2 separate regions of the Ovis aries genome follow, and region 1 is linked to region 2. Evidence: chromatin contacts called from public Hi-C data. All regions are on one chromosome and are shown on one strand. The core of a region is the stretch at or near the end of the contact, and the rest is flanking DNA. Distances in the headings are between cores, read along the strand shown.

Region 1 (3,888 bases), core at 565-3,064, 50 kb after region 2:
GTAGCTTTACTTGGCATTTATTTCATGAGTGAAGGTGAACATCTTTTCATATGTTCAAGAGTCACTTTTATCTTTTTTGTGGATTCAAATTTATTAATTTTTCCATGCAATACCATCTTTATGTGCTAGATTTCCATACAGAGCTGGGTCTGTTTCTGAACCTGTATTCCACTCCACTGGTGTATCTGTGCTACCACCACACTGTTTTAACTCTTGGTTTTTCCATCTCTTATTTTCCATTCTTTTCATCAGCACCTTAGTCCAGGTGGCTGGAATTCCTAAAACTGAAAGCTGGGAAAACCTACAGGGAAGACTGGTTCTCAACAATTAACTGTTCATCGTCCATTCTACTTCTTCCTGTTCAGAGAATCTGCTGATGCCTTCCATGGAAGTCCATGATACATACAGATGATTGAGATCGGGTTTTCTCAAATTTTTCACAGACATGGAGATGGTATAAGACTCAAAAAGCTCACAGGAGTGGGACTCGAGAAGGCAAATACAGACTTCTACCATCCCTTTTTCCCAGTCTTTGTCTAAAAGCTCATACACCACCTTCTCAATAAACACATTTTTTAAGTAGGAGGGGGAAATATGAAGCCAGCTCTTGAATCTGCCATGTTTCCTGGTCTCCGGCCACAGAAACCACGAGCTGTGACTAGCGCACATGGCAGTGAAGGCAGCCCTTTTACTGGCCCCTCTGTGCTCTTCCATCTTCTCAGTCCCTCTGCTTTTCAGGGTGCAACACCAGCATCACCCACCCCTTCCACCCTCACTCTCCTAGCAATTTAAGTTCCTGGAGACAAACACAAGGAAGATGACAGCCTACCCTCCCCACTTCATAACAAATGTTTACTATAGTTTTTTACTGAAAGGTATCAACCCTGGGAATGGGTTGCACAAGACCAGTCTCTAAAAATATGCCCTTCACTGAGACAATAAAGAAAAAAAAAAGGCAAGAAAGGGATATGAAATTTTAAGAAGCCCAAGTGAGCTGCTCTGTCTTGTAGAACTAAGTGAACTGGATATCCCTGCAGATGGCGTGCAGCAGTTACAGATGACTGCCAGGTTGGGGGGCCACCAAGGGGCACCGTGCTTCTGTGCTCTTCCTTCCTAAGGCACACTTGAGAAACTTCCAGCCATGAAAAAGGTAGAAATCCAGGGCTTTCATCCATTCAAATATTTATGTCTACTGTAGGCCCTGAAGACTTTATTATGGAGGCAAAAATGTTGGCACTGGCTGCATCATGCTGGCATGGCCCCCAACATGCACCTGTATCCACTGGGGACAGTGAGTCCAGGCCCACCTCACTGCTGTGCGGAGGCTTCACAGCAGGTGCCTGCCCAAAAGGAACCCAAAGCCACCTGCCAGGCGGCCTGTAACAGATCCTAGCAGCCACCCTGAGACTCAGCTTCAGTGGCTCTTGGCTCTGCCTGGCAACACTGCACTTAACACACATGACCTCTAGTAGCTCCTTTGTTTTCAAGCTATTAGGCCAGGGGTCTTTAAGGTCCAGGCCTTAGAAGCCCAGTCTTTTCTTCCAACAGCTAAGCCAACTAATTTGCTCCAGTGCTTACCCTGAACCCTAAGGGCAGAGGTTCTCAGCCAAGATCAATTTTGCCTCCAGGGGACATTTGGGAAGGCCTGGAAACATCTTTAGTTGGCACAACTGTCATCAAATAGACTGAGAACAATGATCTTGCTAAATCGCCTATGACCCACAAAAAACCCAGGGCAGCCTCCAAGACAAAGTGCCTGGCACACTGTGAGAACAGTGCCAAGGTTGAGAAACTCAGGCAAAGTTTACAAGAGCAAGGAGACATGTTTTGACAGCTCCTTTCCCCGTCTCAGAAGTGGATCCAGACAACTTGTGTTGCAGGGTGAAGGTGATGGGATGAGAAACAAGCTTATTTTTTAAGAAACAAAAATTCCTACTTCTCCCTAGCACACTTAATCAGCCTGCAGACAACATTTACCCTGGCATATATTTTGAGAAACATTTTTTGTAAATGCATTAGCTCCCCAGGACAGACCTTAGGCAGAAAGTTATCCGGTCTGTTAACGCCCAGGGAATAAAAAGGGGTTTCTCTTACAAAGGTCATGCCCCTTGGGAGCAGCAGCCTTTCTCACCACCACAGCCGGCATGGCACACACAGCTAGGCCCTGAAAGCACACAGCCTTAGCCCAGCGTGAGGGAACTGCAGACACCCTGTCACACACAGTGAGGGCTAAATATAAAGTGACCAAGTGTCCCTGTTTGCCCTGGGAGTCCCAGTTTACACCACTGTCCTGAAATTAACAGCACTTCCCTTTACTCTCAAGGGGGGCTTGAAACAAACAAGATGAACTTGTAATACCCTGTCACATGAGAGCAAAGAAGCCATCAAAGGTGATTAGGGTTATATAGAATCAGAAGCCAATGTGAAGAGGCTCCCACTGGTCAGAACTGAAATTATTTGAGCATCAACAACTGTGATGGATTGGTTTAAATTCAAGAATGCATTTTTTATTAAAAAATAATAACTGACCACTTTCATGGTGATCAGTTTAGAAGAAAAGCCACTAGATCATTATTGTAAAGACGGGTAAATAAGGGAAGGAAGAATCCAGTATTTCCTTTCCTCTGTGAACTGTTATGAGTGCACAGATACAGCTGTGAGGCATCCCAGCTAATAAATGAAGATTCTTTTATAGAATTAGTGAAATAAATGCATTTAGACTCTTCAGTTCAGTTCAGTCACTCAGTCATGTCCAACTCTTTGTGACTCCATGGACTGCAGCATGCCACGCCTCCCTATCCATCACCAACTCCTGGAGTTTACCCAAACTCATGCCCATTGAGTTGGTGATGCCATCCAACCACCTCACCCTCTTTTGTCCCCTTCTCCTCCTGCCTTCAGTATTTCCCAGCATCAGGATCTTTGCAAATGAGTCATCTCTTCGAATCAGGTGGCCAAAGTATTGGAGTTTCAACTTCAACATCAGTCCTTCCAATGAATATTCAGGACTGATCTCCTTTAGGACTGACTGGTTGATCTCTTTGCTCTCCAAGGGACTGTTAAGAATCTTCTCCAACACCACAGTTCAAAAGCATCAACTCTTCAGCAATCAGCTTTCTTTATGGTCCAACTCTCACATCCATACAGGACTACTGGAAAAACCAGAGCCTTGACTAGACGGACCTTTGTTGGTAATGTCTCTGCTTTTCAATAGGCTGTCTAGGTTGGTCATAACCTTCCTTCCAAGGAGTAAGCATCTTTTAATTTCATGGTTGCAGTCCATGCTTGCTTTTTCCATGATCCAGCGGAGGTTGGCAATTTAATCTGCAGTGATTTTGGAGCCCAGAAAAATAAAGTCAGCCACTGTTTCTCCATCTATTTGCCATGAAGTGATGGAACCGGATGCTTTTAGTTTTCTGAATGTTGAGCTTTAAGCCAACTTTTTTACTCTCCTCTTTCACTTTCATCAAGAGGCTTTTTAGTTCTTCTTCACTTTCTGCCATAAGGGTGGTATCATCTGCATATTTGAGGTTATTGATATTTCTCCCGGCAATCTTGATTCCAGCTTGTGCTTCCTCCAGCCCAGCATTTCTCACGATGTACTCTCCATATAAGTTAAATAAGCAGGGTGACAATATACAGCCTTGATGTACTCCTTTTCCTATTTGGAACCAGTCTGTTGTTCCATGTCCAGTTCGAACTGTTGTTTCCTGGCCTGCATATAGGTTTCTCAAGAGGCAGGTCAGGTGGTCTGGTATTCCCATCTCTTTCAGAATTTTCCACAGTTTATTGTGATCCACACAGTCAAAGGCTTTGGCAGTCAATAAAGCAGAAATAGATGTTTTTCTGGAACTCTCTTGCTTTTTCCATGATCCAGTGGATGTTGGC
Region 2 (4,118 bases), core at 344-2,843:
AGGCTTCCAGCAAATGAGATGCCAACCCTGTTGACCTGTGGGACCAGGTCTGAGGAGTAACTCTGGGGGGTCTGCTCAGAAGAAAGAGGAATATTCTCCCTTCCATCCCAATCTCTTTCTAGATGCCTCTCATATCATCACCGGCTCCCAGACATGTATACTCATCTGCCCTGAAGATTAAAATAGCTTGCTGGACATGCATATTTAAAAAGATATATCACAGGAATATATTAGTATACTAGATTCATATTCCAGGCATTATTCTAGAGGGTGAATTTATTTACATACCTTTCTACGTGCTGGACAACAGTCCTCTTTTATCCTTCAGGGAAAAAACCACATGCTGGAAATACTCATATCGATTTTTTAAATCTAGTACTAAATAGAATGAAATTAAACTGTACCGATTAATTTTATAATAGCAGACAGAAAATATGTTGCTGAAATACCTTAAATGCCTAATACTTCTTTCAAGTAATTAAAATGAGGTTAATGTTACCCACGTACATGTCATCATGATTTCCTACACTTAGTGAAAATGAAATGGACACAGAACCTAAATGTGATTTGTAGGGGTATCTCTCTAATCACTCACTGGAAATAATTCCTCTCCCAACCTCTCCCTCCCTTCCATGATAACAGAATCTCAACATTGAAAGGAATTTTTCTGCTAGATGGTTTTGATTCAACCTCCTGTGCCACACTTATACAGGGAAAATAAAATCCAAATTGGACTCTGGGGCTTGTGCCTCTTGTAGGCTTAGCAGATTTCGTATCACGGGGAAAATAAATATGTACATTGATTCTAACCCTTCCAGAGATTGAAAGAAAAGGTGAAAGAAATGAATATAATTTCAAGATTTTTACCAAGTCTCCTCAGATCTTAAGATTTCTCATTTGGAAACAAGATAATTTCTGCAGAGCACAGGGTGTGGGAATTGAGCCTTAGGAAGGGATGCCCTGAGGAGGGGTACAGAAAAGGGGAAGGGCTGAGTATGAAAAAAGTGTTGCTCAGTCTCAGGCATCCCAACAAAGTCGGGGTGCACCCCATGCCTTGTGTAAATGACTCCTGGAAGAAGGGTCCGGAGCAGGAACTCCTGAGTGACAAAGGGGCCGATACTTCCGCATGTCTCTTGCAGTAGGTACAGTCGGAGAGACTGAAACAAAAACCCACGTTGCTTCTTGCCTCCAGGATTCCCAGCCATGGGAATCAGTGAGGACTATGCTGCATGTGGGCCAGTTGTTTTTAATTTGCCCTTGATGGACTCTTACCCAGATGTGGGTAAGATCGATAATAACCCATTTGGTGCCCATAGCACCTGATGCTTGAGCAACTTCTCCATTTACTTTGAACTTTAAAAAACTAAGGGAACCCCCTTTCCTGATTAGCACCCCAAGACCTAGGTTATAGAAGAGATGAGCCTAACAGTTACTCACAGATAGAGGAGCACCAGGCTGATAGCCAGGAGAACCCAGGTTTCCAGGGAAAAACTTGGGATCAGCTCCATGGCCACTTTCTTGGCGATTCCCTCCTCTGAGTTTCCTTTCAGCTGCGTGTGCTGCTCTCTGCCTGCCTCTCAGTGTGAAGCTTCTGTTCACATCAGGCAGAGATTCAGTGCAGTTCGGAGATTTATGCGTTGAGAAAGGAGGTGGGGCTGGCGCTGCAACCAACAGAAAGGCCACCTGGGCTCCACCTGCAGGAGCCCTCTCTGCCTTGGTAGTTGGCAGAGCATCATAGGCACTTCAGTTTGACCTCCCTTGAGTTCATATTCTGTAGGAAATCAATAAACAACTCAGTCAATATTAGCAATAAGCCCAAAGGTTACAGAAACTCAAATAAGCCACTGGCTTTAATTCTCCTCTAGACTTCCCTGTCTCTAGGGTTGCCTGCAATCCAAAACGTTTGAAATTCTTCAAACAAGGTGATGGTGACGGTGTAGTTGCCAAGTCGTGTCCCACTCTTTGTGACCCCATGCACAGCAGCCCAACAGGCTCCTCTGTCCATGGGATTTCCCAGGCAAGAATACTGTAGTCAGGTGTTATCTCCTTCCCTAGGGGGTCAAACAAGATGGCTGTACTGACTGTTACTGTTACTCATACAACTTTTCTTTCCTGCCCAGGAATGCCCCTGAGTCCCTTGTAGGCTCTTAATTATGCTTCAAAATGAAGCTCAGACAGAACATCTGTTAGAGATTTCCCAAACAAACCTCCTTGAGCAGATATAACAATTTCATCCTCTGGGGACTTCTGTCCCCCGCACACAATCTTCCTATTTCCTACACCACAGTCAGTTTCCACATCTAGTCCCCTCAGTGGATCAAGAGCTTGGGCACATGCTGGATACTAGCCATAGTCATGTCCCAGGTACCTAGCACAGTGCTTTCGGAAGTGCTTTCCCAAATTGTTGACACACCGAGAAGGCCTGGCTGGGCCTTGGTCACTGTCTCTGTACTTTCAGGAGGATCCATCAGGATCCTGTTGACAAGAGGGCCCCAGAAGGAGAGGCAGGACAGGGAGGACAGGGTGATGGCTGTACCAATGGTATCAATTCAGGCTCATTCCTGTCCCACCCTCAGAGTATCCTGCAAGTCAGATTCTAGATCAAAGAATGGTCTCCTCTCTCTGGAAAGGCTGCAATCCAAGATCAAAGGGTGTAAAGAGAGAGAGAAAAGCAGCCCAATGGCCAAGAGGACCCTAACATCCTTAGCCACCAGTGACGTGGCATGTACAGCAACAGGACTCCAAAAAGATCATATGAGGGCATGTTATCTGTGGGGAATGTGAGATGTGGGTGGATCAGAGCAGATAGGTTCCCACTTGTGGACACGTAGGGCATTTGGGGGCTTCCCAGGTGTCACCGGTTGTAAAAGGAAAAAACCCACTTGCTAATGCAGGAGACCTAAGATACACAGGTTAGATCCCTGGGATGGGAAGATTCCCTGGAGGAAGAAATGGCAACCAACTTCAGTGTTCTTGCCTGGAGAATCCCATGGCAGAGGATCCTGGAGGGCTACAGTCTACAGGGTCACAAAGAGTTGGATACTACTGTAGGGACTTGGCACACACAGCACAGGGAATTTTTATTGGGTAACAAGGAGCTGATACTGAGGAGGCCTAGAGTAGCAGTTGGTATCAGCTGCTGGTAGGCCTCCCCCTGTCCACTTAATTCACTTCAGTCATATCTGACTCTGTGACCCATGGGCTGTAGCCTGCCAGGCTCCTCTGTCCATGGGATTCTCCAGGCAAGAATACTGGAATGGGTTGACACGCCCTCCTCCAGGGGATCTTCCCAACCCAGGGATTGAATCAGCATCTCTTATGTCTCCTGCAATGGCAGATGAGTTCTTTACCACTAGAGCCACCTTCTACCCATGCTGAATTCCTGATGAGAGCAGTATGAAGGCTGAGCATTGAGAATTTACACTGGCTCATTATCAGTACTTTGAACCATGTCCTGCATCTGCCAGGCCTGAATGACCATGGATTACATGAAAAACAAAACCTCAAATGTTCTTAAAACTTAATAGAAACACAAGACATGTAAGCTGTGTTTGTGCACTTCCTTCTCCCTTTATCCTTTCTCACTTTCACTCCTTCTGCAGAAAGTGATACTCATCTCTTGGTAACTCTTTCCCTCACTCTGGCCTGAGAGTTCCCAGGGCTGTTCCATACTGACCAGAGTGGAAGTCTCATTAGTAAAATGCAGCAAGTCCGAACTATGTCTCCTGCACTTTTTTATTTCCGTGGGAGCTTCTCATGGAGCATGATATTTCTACCATCAGTTTGTTATCTTTGGGTTCAGACTTCTTCCAGGAGGTTCCTGTGAAAATGCGCATTCCAACGAGAATTGTATTGTCTGAACACAGTTATCTGTCCATTGCTTCAGTCCAAGTGAGTTAATTCAGGAGCCAGTATTGTGCTGGACTGTGGGCTAGAAGCCATACAGTCCCCTCCCTGGGGAGCAGCCTCCCGGTGGAAGGAGTGAGACACACAACTAAGCTCAGTATGGGGCATGCCTCTGGAATCCTTGGGGAAATGGAGCCCTAGAGAGAAGCAGCAAAGGAGAGAAATGGATGGAAGCTTGAGTACCAACAAAGGACAGAACCGGGAAGCTGGAA

The links. Hi-C and Micro-C count contacts between places; a contact is called where the count stands out from the background.
Region 1: a Hi-C map of liver shows a contact between it and region 2, with 12 times the contacts expected there. The contact joins the enhancer-like site here to the promoter of CYP3A24 in region 2. A contact is called at or near these places in 3 of 16 Hi-C or Micro-C datasets (liver and mixed tissues).

The regions. Positions count from the first base shown.
Region 1 is chr24:37,242,452-37,246,339 of ARS-UI_Ramb_v3.0, forward strand. All of the region lies in intron 8 of ZSCAN25 (zinc finger and SCAN domain containing 25), which reads right to left. Among named protein-coding and RNA genes, the nearest start is that of ZSCAN25, 14 kb to the right of the region's middle. Within about 2 kb of position 1,815, at least 8 of the 54 cell types and tissues checked have an H3K27ac peak or open chromatin away from gene starts, as enhancers often do.
Region 2 is chr24:37,192,346-37,196,463 of ARS-UI_Ramb_v3.0, forward strand. It overlaps CYP3A24 (cytochrome P450 CYP3A24), which reads right to left and starts at 1,594. Exons shown (of 13, transcript NM_001129904.1): 1 at 1,438-1,594. The coding sequence starts at 1,508.